Linked DNA regions of Mus musculus: region 1 is linked to region 2. The links are chromatin contacts, called in public Hi-C maps. All regions are on one chromosome and are shown on one strand. Each heading gives the region's core, a stretch centred on a gene start, on an enhancer-like site or on the middle of the called end of the contact. The rest is flanking DNA. Distances are from core to core; before and after follow the strand shown. Region 1 has its middle 4.9 kb from the start of Gm39801. Region 2 holds the start of Olfml2a (olfactomedin-like 2A).

Region 1 (5,970 bases), core at 1,863-4,362, 42 kb before region 2:
TTTCCACCCTTATATAGATAGATAGGTTCTAGGGATTGGACGTGTGTCATCAGGTTTGTGCAGTGAGCACTTTCACCTATTGACTCACCTCGTCAGCTTAGTGTATGTAATTTTTTTTTCTTTTGGAACTCACTCTGTAGACCAGGCTGGCCTCGAACTCAGAGAGCCGACTGCCTCTGCCTCCCAAGTGCTGGGACTAAAGGCGTGCGCCACTATGCCACCACACCTGGCCCGTATGTGATTTTTTTTAAGACAAGGTTTCATAGAGCTCATACTGAGCCTGCTATATAGTTAAGGGAAATGTTGAATTCTCTGTCTTCTCACCTCCACCTCCAGGGATTTACCATCTCCTGCAGCTCCCCCAAGCCTCTCCTGCAGCTCTCCCAGAAAGCAGCCATCAGTAAGACCTAATGTGGCTGGTGTCCCCAGAATTGCATGTGTGCTCCTTCCCACAGACCAGGGAAGGCTGGATCATTCCCACACATCCTAGGGCTCTGGATCATGGGGCGCCTTCACCCCTACCACCTCATGAGAGGTGGGCAGCACCCCATCTCTTGTGGGTGCTGACCAATAGGGGTGAGTGTGTTCCCTGGGAGTAAGGAGGGTGTGCAGGCTCCGCACCAGCCTGACGAAGCCCGCCTGCAGCTCGGCCAGCTGCTCCTTTAGCTCTTGGTTTTGTGACTGCGCTCTGCTGATGGTGGTGCGATCACTGCATGCTCTCCAGGATCTGCTTGCGCTCTTCTGCCTGCTCTCTCCAGGGCTGACCCTTCCTGCTCCTGGTTTAGGTGACTCAGGCTCCCATTGTCCTGCACCTGGGCCCGCAGCTGTCCCATTAGACTTTCCAGCTCCTTCTGCAGCTGCTCAGCCTCTCCCTGCAGCCACTCTTCGGCCTCCGAGGGCCCAGCTGGAGGCTCTGGGGATGGCAGCTCCTCTGAGAAAGGAAGCAGGCACAGTGAAGGGTCCACCTTAGGCTTCTCAGACTCCAGTGTGAGTCAGGCTCCCCGCTCTAAGCTTTGGCTTCTTCTCTGTCAGGATCTTAGACGAGATAAGCGGTAAGCGTTTCAACCCACTCTAGTACAGTTCTGTGATGCTCAGTCATCTTCAGGGGGTAGCAGTAGATATGCCATCTTGCTCTGCACAGAGGGACACATGCTCAGAAAGACGGCAAGGCTTGTCACCTGGTCGGTCAGGGCAGAGACCTTTTGCCCCAGTTACAATGTTCTCACACCCACTTGCCCCCCAGGGCAATGGAAGCCACCTTCATGGCCTTTGACCCACTTCCGCTCCTCAGGTCACCCTTGCCCTACTCACCCATCTGACTCCACCCATCTGATTCCGGAGTGCCGCCAAGCTGGTCTCCAGCTCTTTTTTTTTTTTTTTTTTTTTGGTTTTTCGAGACAGGGTTTCTCTGTATAGCCCTGGCTGTCCTGGAACTCACTTTGTAGACCAGGCTGGCCTCTGCCTCCCGAGTGCTGGGATTAAAGGCGTGCGCCACCACGCCCGGGGCTTGGTCTCCAGCTCTTGTACCTGCCGTTCTCTGTGCTCCTTCTCTTCCTTCAGTGTGTGCACCTGCCCAAGGCACAGGGGGCGCTGGAGATCCCAGGCACCATCCATCCCCAGGCCCACCTCTGCAAAACCAAAGCCCCGAACCCCTCAGCTGCTCCACGCTGATGCTCAGGAAGAACAAAGACACCAGAGGTGAGACCTCACCTGCTCCGCCATTTGCTGTACCCTCTGCTGCTGCCACATTTGCTGCTGCCACATGGCACACTCTCCTTTCAGCTTCTCCGCATACTGATCTCTCTCCACCTGGAACTGCTTCAGTGACTCCATCAGCTGCATCGGTCAATGTACACGTTACACAGGGTTGTGTTGTTCGTCCTCACCTGCCCTTGGCCATCTGGGGTCATGCCCTTCCTCTCTCCCCCACCCACAGATCCACACCTGGCCAACATGGGTCTCCAGCTGAGCCTGCTCCTCCATGGCATGTTGTAACTGCTCATTACCGCCTGAGGCCACAGATTGGCTAAGGAACTGTATGAGGGTTAGGTCTGGGAGCATGGGCTGTTTCGCTGCAGTGCTTCCCACAAGAGCTTGAGCTAGGATGACAACCTGGGGTCATTGCCCTATGAGAAAGAGACAGGAGGAGCTAAGCAGACTCCTGCATGGGCCATTTAAATGAAACAGAATGATGACATTTCAACAGGCATGGGGGTGGGGGGTGGGGTCACACCTGCAATCTAGGTCTTGGAAGGCTAAGGTAAGAGAATTACCATGAATTCCAGGCTCACCTGGTGAGTTACAGATCACCCTGGGTCACTGATAAGGTTCTGTCTCAACACAGACAAACAGATAGATAGATTTTTTTCTTTTTCTTTTTCTTTTTCTTTTTTCTTTTTCTTTTTCTTCTTTTTCTTTTTCTTTTTCTTCTTCTTCTTCTTTTTCTTCTTTTTCTTCTTCTTCTTCTTCTTCTTCTTCTTCTTCTTCTTCTTCTTCTTCTTCTTCTTCTTCTTCTTCTTTTTCTTTTTCTTTTTTTCCAGACAGGGTTTCTCTGTATAGCCCTGGCTGTCCTGTAACTCACTCTGTAGACCAATCTACCTCAAACTTAGAAATCCCCCTGCCTCTGCCTCCCAAGTGCTGGGATTAAAGGCATGCACCACTACTGCCCTACTGATACATACATATATATATATATGTATGTATTCAGTCAGGACACTTCAAAAATGAAAATGTAGCAGTCACATCACCCTCACTATGTGGTCAAGGCTCTACTGTTGAACAATTACCGGAGAATTCTATCACAGAACCAGGAGGAGGTTCAAACCATCTGGGGCATGGCTGCAGGTCACCCCCACAGATGCAGAGACTGGGCCTTGGAGTGAGGGCTGTGCCTCTCACCTGCTGCAGCACCAGCTCTGACATCTCTAACTTCTTCTGCAGCTCCTCCACCCCCAACTGTGCAGCTGCTTTCTCTGCCGCGGGCACTCCAAGTTTCTCTTCCAGTTCTGAGTTCTGCTGCCTCAGGTCCTCATTGCTTTTGCTGTGGCCAGAGGCAGAGCAGAAAAGAAGGAGCCAAGAACAGAAAGGAACACATTTCAGAGTGACACATGAGCCTTGCCACACAGCACTGAGTCACAAGGGACAAGCCTCAGAGAGACTGAGTTACCTGGGGCCACAGCATGAGTCAGGAGCATGGCTGGGAACAGAGCACTGGCCTCCTTTCTGTTCTTTTTTTTTTTTTTTTTTTTTGGTTTTTGGTTTTTGGTTTTTTGGTCTTCTGAGACAGGGTTTCTCTGTGTAGCCCTGGCTGTCCTGGAACTCACTTTGTAGACCAGGGTGGCCTGGAACTCAGAAATTCGCCTGCCTCTGCTTCCCAAGTGCTGGGATTAAAGGCATGGGCCACCACTGCCCGGCCTCTTTCCCATTCTTACCTGTTCTTGCAAAGCTCCAGCTTGATGGCATCCCGCTCTTTGGTTAGGTCCTTGCTATACTGCAGATAGAGAAAGATGAGTCTAGACCTGGCAGGCTGAAGCAGCAGCTGGCACACCACCAATAGCCCTGGTGATATTCCACGGTGACGTTTCCTCTTCCTAATCATGCTTGGCATTCTTCCGAGACATCTCTACATTTCTAAGTCTCGTTTATGATTCTGTGAGTTTGTTTTGAGATGAGGGTCCTTCTATGCAGCTCAGACTGGTCTTAAATGATCAGCTTCTGTCTCCTAAAGGTCCACACCACCATCCCAAACTTTCAGAGTATTTTTTAAAAATCAAATCCAGACTGTGTATATTATATGCCACTGAGCCACAACTCACAACTCACAACACCAAGCTTTTAAAATTATTAATTAATTTTTAGGCGAGGGTTAGTGTATCTCAGGCTGGTTTCAAACTCACTATGCAGCTGAGGGTGACCTTCAACTATTTCTTATCCTCAGTCCTCTACCTTCTGAGTCCTGGAATTACAGACAGGCACCACCACACCCCATTTATGTGGTACTAGGACCAAACCCAAGGACTGGTGCTAGCTCCACCAGGGGGCCCTTCCTAACACATTTATTAGAATAACAACACACCAGTACTTCCTGAATCCACATATCCCACGGGGAGAGGCCCAGCCTTAGAGCTGTGGGAGCAGAAAGGGCACTGTCCAAGCTTCATTTCAGAGACAAAGTCCTTATAATCTTCCAAATACATGCAAACTCCACCCCTAACTCCATTAATATGTATCATGTCTCTGGAGAATCAAAGATAAAAGCTGCCTCAGAAATGCCTCATGGCCTCCCCCCCCCCCGGCTCTCTCGGCACCTCAGGTTGAGATGATCTGGGGAAGTTTCAAGCTGTGAAGTTCAGTTTCCCAGGAACTACCCCACATTATAGATGCAGTTCATCCCAGGGAGCCTGACTTGGGACACTCTGCTTCCCAAGTAGTAGGGAGTACAAGTGCAAAGTTCAAGATTCTGAAAAAGACTTCAGAGTCTCTCTGGAGAGTGGAAACCTGAGGAAAAGCCAACCCAACTCAAAACTGTTCCCCTGCGGGATGAAGGCATGTTGCTAATCTTTCTCCGCTCTGGGTGCACAAGAATTGTGATTTCTCGGATCCTTTCCAACATTTATTTTGTATTAATGTTGTTTGTTTGTATTAGTCTTTTTTTTTCTTCCTTTCTGTGAAAGAGTACATTTAGTTGAGGCATGGATAAGGGGTTATTTATAACAACAACTTAACAGTGGTATATGCTTCTGAAGAAAATGTCTCAGTAATGGTCTGGGATTAATCATCTGAAAGGAATAGAACCTTATCAGCCCTACCCCCTTCTAGGATGGAATGTGGATGAGCCCTGTCTTGGGTGCATCTTATGGAGGTGATCACAGCTACACTGACAATTTAAAAGATAGAAGAGTGTGCTCAGAAGAGAGCGCACTATCCATCCTTCCTTCTTTGGGTTCTTATGTCATGATGATGATGATGATGCTTAGTTTTTTGAGATGGAGTATCATGTAGGCTAGGCTAGCCTCTAACTTGCTATGCTGGTGGATGGTGAGGATGACCTTGAACTCTTCACCTTATGTCTGCATCTCCCAGGTTATAGGATTACAGCTACACACAGCTATGCCTATGCGGTTATACACAGTTATACATGCCACATATGAGGTGCTGAGGATCAGACCAAGAGCTTTTTCTAAAGCTGATTCCATACTTTCTTTCTTTTCCTCGTTACACATAATGTTAGAATTTGGTTTATTTCTATATTGTTACTTTTGTTTGTTTGTTTGCTTTTCGAGATAGGGTTTTTCTGTGTAGCCCTGGCTGTCCTGGAACTCACCCTGCAGACCAGGCTGGCCTCGAACTCAGAAATCCGCCTGCCTCTGCCTCCCGAGTGCTGGAATTAAAGGCGTGCGCCACCACTGCCTGGCTCTATATTGTTCCTTACAATGTTTTTTTCTAATCATATCCCAAGCTGAAGGTTGACTTGTTTTGTTGTTGTTGTTGTTTGTTTTGCTTGTGCTTCCTCTATAACCCTGTGATTTACATGTCACAAATTTTTCCATTGTTTCATGATATGGTCCAAAAACTGACTGACCATGAAATGTTTTATGGTATGCCAGTAACTGTCTTTTTATGATCATAAAAACAACTTCAAAATTGCGTTTTTTATTCGCTTGCTTGTTATAAAGAGACCTCCTACTCTTAGTCCAGGCTGCTTCCTTCTCTTACTCTTGAGGAGACTGTAAATTTGGCCCCAATCATAAAAATAATTTTTTTTTTTAACCTTGCAATGTCTAGGTGTTAGCTCCTGATTTTCAATACAACACCCAAGCTCTTTCATTCTTTCTGCCCCCCACCCCCTTCCTGATGTTCCCTGAACCTTGGAAAGGTAATACAGATGTTTAGGGCTCAGGGTTTAACAGTCACACTGTCAGCACTTGACCAGTTATGATTTTATCTGTAGTAATGACTGACCACTGAAAA
Region 2 (6,169 bases), core at 3,086-5,585:
CACCCACAACTCCTTCCTGCATGGCCTGGACCCCTCTGAACTTCAGTTCCCCTCTCTGTAAAATGGGGTGGCTCTCAATCTCCTCTTAAACTTATCAATGAAACAATGTACACAGAGCAGCTGTCATAGTTCTGGACCAAAGTAGTTGCTAATTTAAGCATCCTGTGCTACATATGCAGCTTCTGGAAGCCCTCCCTGTTTTCCATCTCTCTTCACCCTTACCATAACTCCATGATTTGTCAGGGAAGGCTAAAAGCTTGTCCAGGGTCACTCAGCACAGCCTGTTTCAACAATTTTGTTTATCTAGTATGCTTTCCCTGAGTACCTACAAGCACCAAGCCAAGACTGAGCTGGGACAGGCAGAGATGTATACAGAAGCATGGCATGGGGTCTGGGATTACCTCCTGGGTCTGTCCCTTGGCGTGAAGGCTGAACATTGCTGTCAAGTAGGAAAGTCCCTGCCTCAGCCCCCACCTTTCCCTGCAACTGTGCCCAGCACACACTCCTGCCAAAGCTCCCAGGTGTGGAGGTGGTTTGTGCTCAAAGGCTGATTTTTTTCTTAGTTTTGTTTTGTTTTTATTGTTGTTGGTTTTTTTGTTTGTTTGTTTTTCTTTTTTTTTTCTTTTTGTTTTGTTTTTGGAGAGAAATGGATAGATCTGGCTGGACTAGGAATATTCTCATAATGGTGGGGCAGGTTCACATGAGGTTTTCTGAGGTATTACCATATTTCTTAACTTTGCACCTTGTTGTCAACTCCATGGCCATAGGCCAATATGTCAGTATGTATTTCTCTATGCTGGATTCATCTCTCAAAATCACCTCCTTTGATGACTCCACAGGGAGCTGTTATCTGGGACTGCACTTGGAAAATGCAGTGTGATTCTTTAGAGTGTTCAAATCTATCCCCTGGGGCGGGGCCACGAGCACTTGGCAGTGTTGTACGTGATGCTGGATATAAGATGCTGGGCATGGACCTTGGTCCTGGTATTCTCCCAAAAGGAGTGTTGAGGCAGGCAGGCTCACTTCTCATAGAGAGATGGTGGGGTTTGGCTTGGCCTAACACTGTACGAGGAAGAGAACTCCATTATCTGTCATTCTGCTTTTTCTGCTCAGGGGCCTGCTTCCAATTACGCCCACATGCGGAAACTCCAGGAGTAGATCTGAAACAACACCTAAGCCCCTGGGACTGGCCTGCCTGGAACATCTGACCTGGCCCAGGAAACCACCACGGCCTGCTTGCTAAGCCCCTTCTGTTCCCTTGCTCAGGTCCCGCCCTCCAGGTCTCAGTCTTCTCTCTCTGCTCAAGCCCCTTCCCACCCCTGCATGTATACAGAGAATGAGGTCCCAGCAGCCCTTTCTCAGTTGGAGAGACTGGTAAATTATCACTTTCCAAGAGTATCTGCTGCCCTGCCATGGTGTTTTGGGGCTACGTGCCCGTCCACCCCAACCTCAATGCTGGGCAGCCATGCAGAAATATATGCCCGTCCACCCCAGCCATGCAGGGCAGCTGTGAGTCCCCCCTCCTACTTCAGGTCAGACAAAGCACTTCCTTAGATGGAAACTCCAAATCCTATTTGGGAGAGCCTCACCATGAGCATCAACTTAAAATGCAGGGAGACCAACAGAACACCAGGGTGAGTGAGTATCACAGCAGGAGCCTGCCAGGAAGAAGGAGAAAGGAGAACGGAGAAAGGAGAAAGGAGAAAGGAGAAAGGAGAAAGGAGAAAGGAGAAAGGAGAAAGGAGAAAGGAGAAAGGAGAAAAAGGAGAAAGGAGAAAGGAGAAAAGGAGAAAGGAGAAAAGGAGAAAGGAGAAAGGAGAAAGGAGGAGGAGGAAGAGGAGGAGAGGAGGAAGAGGAGGAGGAGGAGAAGCAGCAGCAGCAGCAGCAGCAGCAGCAGCAGCAGCAGCAGCAGCAGCAGCAAGGCTCTAGGACCCTGAGTTCATTTCAAGTTCCAACACAGTCAGTCCTCTTAAGCCCTCCATCCCACCCCAACAAAAACAGGCCGAGTTTGCAGGGGAAGAAGTTGGGGTTGTTACTGTGGAGAGAGAGATGGTGATAATGAAAACAGCTCTGCAGAGCCAGCAGGAGTCTGGCTGGGCTAAGGAATGCAGAGTAAATTCACCCATGCTTGATTTTTATTTTTCCCAGCTGGCTGAAGTGGAGCAGGCATGGGAGGTGTCTGGGGGAGGGTTGTGCTGGGTCCCCAGCTGCTTTAGCCTCCCTTATCCACCAGCCCCAGCTTGCCCTGGGACAAGTAAATATACCCCCTTCCCAACCTAGCAAGTGTTTGGCTGACTCACTACATAAACAGGGTGTTGGGTTTTCTTTGTCTTAGCTTTGTTTTGGATGTGAGCCCTCCTGCTCTATAGCCTTTTTTCGAAGCTCAGAAATGCCCACTAAATGTCCTTCTCTGAGCCACAGAGGATAGGCAGCGGGTGAGAGAGCACTGATCAGTGCTATCGGAGCCAAAGGGGACATTGATTCTCATATAGAAGCACTGAAGTCATATTTCCAAGTTTGCACAGCAAAAGAACAGATTTTACCCTTTACCTACTCACAGGTGGACTCAAGTTCTACTAAAAAACCAAACCAAACCAAACCAAACCAAACCAAACCAAACCAAACCTAAAACTGTAAAGACATCTAGAGAAGCCGCTGCTGCCCCATCCTCTGCAAGTAGATCCCTACAGTTTCTCTCTAGGTCAGGCAGGGGTTCTCAACCCTCCTAATGCTGTGACCCTTTAATACAGCTGACATTGTGGGTGACCCCCACCCCCAATCATAAAACTATTCCGCTGCTATGTCATAACAGCAATTTTGCTACTGTTATGAATTGTAAACATCGAATATGTGACCCCTGTGAAAAGGTTGGTTGACCCCGGGGTCGCGACCCACAGGTTGAGAACCTGCTGCTCCAGGCCCATCTTCATTAGTTCATTTCTAGAATGCTCTTAAAGGGTTCTTGATCTGTCTCAAGTGCTTGCTCCATCTATGTTCTGGATCTAATCCGGGGCTTTGGGATTCCTGTGGAATCATCTACTGGGCAACTAGTGAGCAATGTGCTTAGCATTCTGCAGGTATACCTCACTAAGTCTAGAAATCAACTGAGTGAGTGGGTACAATGCCCCCCTCCCCATACTTATAAGTGAAGAGATGGTGGTGAATGTCTTTAATCTCAGCACTGGGGAAGCAGATGCAGTAGGATGTCTGTGAGTTTGAGGCCAGCCTGGTCTACATGTTGTGTGTGATCCAGGCTAGCCAGAATTATACACTGAGATCCTGTTTCAAGAAAAAACAGGAGTGGGGCTTGCACGCTTGCCTTCTTGCTCTCCCTCTGTCCTCCCCCCCCCCCACGTGCTCATGGCTGGCCTCTACTTCCCCCCCCCCAGTCCACCCCCCCCCCCTTTCTCTGTCTCTATTACCCTCTCAACTCCCCTCCCTATGCCCAGAGTAAACTCTATTCTATACAAAAACAAACAAACGGGAGGGGGGAGGTAGAAGAGGGGAAGGAGTGAGGGAGAGAGAAGGAGAGAGAGAGAGAGAGAGAGAGAGAGAGAGAGAGAGAGAGAGAGTGGTATAAAACACAGCTGACAGGTGAATACAGTATGAGAACTCAAGTCTCAGAGAAGATGGCAAGTGGGCGGGCCCAGATTCAGTGAAAAAGGAACTTTGAGTTCCCAGCCTCTCCTGAAAGCCTTGGTCTAAGGCCTACTGCAAACCTGGGAGTCCTTTGGTAACAGTTGTCCCTGGGTCTACCCCTAAGCGGTCAGCCTTCCATGGAAACTCTCAACCAGTTGCTCTTACTGTCCATTTTCTCTTGCTCGCCCACCCCAGTGCACTTGGGACATCCCAACTTGATCCTGGGTTTGAAGTCCTATCTCTGAGTAGTGATAAGGTCCAAAGCGCCTCTTCCTCGGGCTCCAGGACCTAAGTACCCTATCATAACCAGCGTTTCTTCTCGCACATGTTCCTTTCTCAGGGCTTTGATTCCAGGAGAGTCTAGACTAAGTCCCAACTCTGATCTGCCTTTCCCTAGTCCCCACTCCCTGCTGAATGCACCCTTCTTGGCAAGCACCGTCAGCCATAGCGCCCCCTCGCGCCGATCACCGCTTAGTTGTGCCAGGTTCCAGTACCTTACTGTCGGGCCACACAGGACCAGCCCGAAGCAAAACCAGCAGCAGCAGCACCAGCAGAAGCCTCAACTGTAGGTACCTAGGCAGGACAGCTGCCGCTTCCATGGCTGGATGGGCTCCGACACCTCTGCGCGCACGCTAGGTAGCGCCGGCAGTACTGCGAGCTCGGCCTGCAGCCCAGCTCTGCCGAGGGGGCGCCCCCCCAACCCCAGCCCGGTGCCCTAGTAGCTCTGCTAGAGGCGGAGCTAGGGTGGAGGGGTGCCCGCCCCTCCTCTCCCCTCTCCGCCCATCCTCTGCGGTCCCGCGTCTTTGCAATTTGTCTCTGGGAGAGGACTGTAGCAGCAGCCAGGCAGTAAGAGAGGTGCAGCCTCGCGACGTACTGGGGTCAGGTTCTGTGAAATGAGGGACCTCGCACGTGTCCTTTTGCCTTTTGAGATCCAGTTTCCCCATCGATAAAAGGGAGAAAATAGTCTCTTTGGAATGCTTGCAAAGTTCAAGTGATACTTCTAGTTTAGTCCTTGCTCTGACAAAGTCATCCTGCCTGCCCCCTCCCACTCGTCCCCCAACATTGTTGGTTCTAGCCTTTTCAAGGTTCAACCTCTTCTCTTCCACATCTTCCGTCTTTCTCCTCTCTCTGCTATGCCGAGAACAGCCCACTCCTTTGCATCCTCAGCAGAGCGTCTGATTTCTCAGTTTCCCAGGCAGCAATTGCTAGCTCCAGGGGTCTTAGGCCTCTGCTGCACCAAGGTGCTTGTGTTGGGTCTTTTGAGATCCACTGTAATGAAATTCAAGACGGTATCGCTTACCCTTCCTAATTTCATACTCTCTCTCTCTCCTCTTCTTTCTCTCTTCTCTTCTCTTCTCTTCTCTTCTCTTCTCTTCTCTTCTCTTCTCTTCTCTCTCTCTCTCTCTCTCTCTCTCTCTCTCTCTCTCTCTCTCTCTCTCTCTTATTTGCATCTGCTCTCCTGAAAGTGTGTGAGCCTGATGGTTAGGCCAACACACTTTTTCCTCCGTTGCTGCTTATTTTTTTTCAAGACAAGGCCTCTCACTGAACCTGGAGCCCTTTCTTTTGGCTACACTGGTTGGCTAGTGAGCTCTAAGGCCCCTCCTGTTTCTGCCTCTCCACTTCTGATGTTACTTACACACACACACACACACACACACACACACAAGACCACGACCACATTTAATGTGGATGCTGGGAGATCCCAATTCAGGTTCTTATAGTTGCAAAGCAAGCAATTGACTGTGGAGTCAGTCACTCCTTTGCATAGCCTCTGAGATCTGGCTCCTACTCTTTTAAACTGCCTCCCACCTCAGTTTCCCTTTGGGTTTCCCCTTTGATTTCAACGGGGGGGGGGGGGGTGTCCTTCCCAGACTCTTGAAGGCTCTTCTAACCTTCTGCATGCCCCATAGAGGCTGGGCTCCTTTTCTCTGTTGTCACTGAAGGTGACTCCTTTTCTGATCACTTGCATGTTTACCTGGCTTACTGAGCCTGGATTGCACTTGCAAGGAACACTGTCTTGTGCCCTGCATTCAGCCACACCCATTCACTCCTTACTTCTGCTCTCAAGTATTTCCTCCAAAGAACTGCACCTCTTCATTGCCATTTTCCCACAGGGTGTTCTGTGTTCCCAGCTCCCTGTAGAGAGGCAAACAGGCCCCCGGTGGTGTATGCATGCTTTGCCTCCCCTTGCAGCTGGCGCAGTGGCTCTCAGATGACCCTCTGCCTCCAGCCAACAGCCTCAGGGTCACCTGGGAACTTGTTAGAAATACAAACTCACAGGCCCCAGCCTAGTTCCTAAACCAGAGATTCAAGGGAGGTGGGGGATCCAGGAGCTTGTGTTCTCAGCAAACTCCTAGGGACTCTTGAGTTGGAGAACCACTGGCCTAGCCAGAGATGACTGTATTAACTCTCAGCTGACTTCAGTTAAAAAGTCATGTGTGCTGTCAGTGTTTGTTATAAATGAGTTTTTCTTTTTTTTTTCTTTTTTAAAGATTTATCTATTTTATATATGTGACTACACTGTAGCTGT

The links. Hi-C and Micro-C count contacts between places; a contact is called where the count stands out from the background.
Region 1: a Hi-C map of muscle stem cells shows a contact between it and region 2, with 2.2 times the contacts expected there. The contact joins the enhancer-like site here to the promoter of Olfml2a in region 2. A contact is called at or near these places in 24 of 39 promoter capture datasets (the 3T3-L1 cell line, 3T3-L1-derived adipocytes, the C10 cell line and 16 more), 2 of 15 datasets of contacts at CTCF or cohesin (CD8 T cells and the NIH/3T3 cell line), 81 of 484 Hi-C or Micro-C datasets (the 3T3-L1 cell line, 8-cell embryo, the AML12 cell line and 44 more), 23 of 115 datasets of contacts at active chromatin or transcription factors (the 230-238 cell line, CD8 T cells, the NIH/3T3 cell line and 15 more) and 3 of 9 other capture datasets (adipose tissue, liver and pancreatic islet).

The regions. Positions count from the first base shown.
Region 1 is chr2:38,971,468-38,977,437 of GRCm38.p6, reverse strand. It overlaps the pseudogene Gm13474. Among named protein-coding and RNA genes, the nearest start is that of Gm39801, 4.9 kb to the left of the region's middle. Within about 2 kb of position 3,112, at least 40 of the 459 cell types and tissues checked have an H3K27ac peak or open chromatin away from gene starts, as enhancers often do. A contact at or near this core is called in the C3H10T1/2 cell line, morula, muscle stem cells and 4 more, where this site is marked.
Region 2 is chr2:38,930,146-38,936,314 of GRCm38.p6, reverse strand. It overlaps Olfml2a (olfactomedin-like 2A), which reads right to left and starts at 4,335. Exons shown (of 8, transcript NM_172854.2): 1 at 4,134-4,335. The coding sequence starts at 4,238.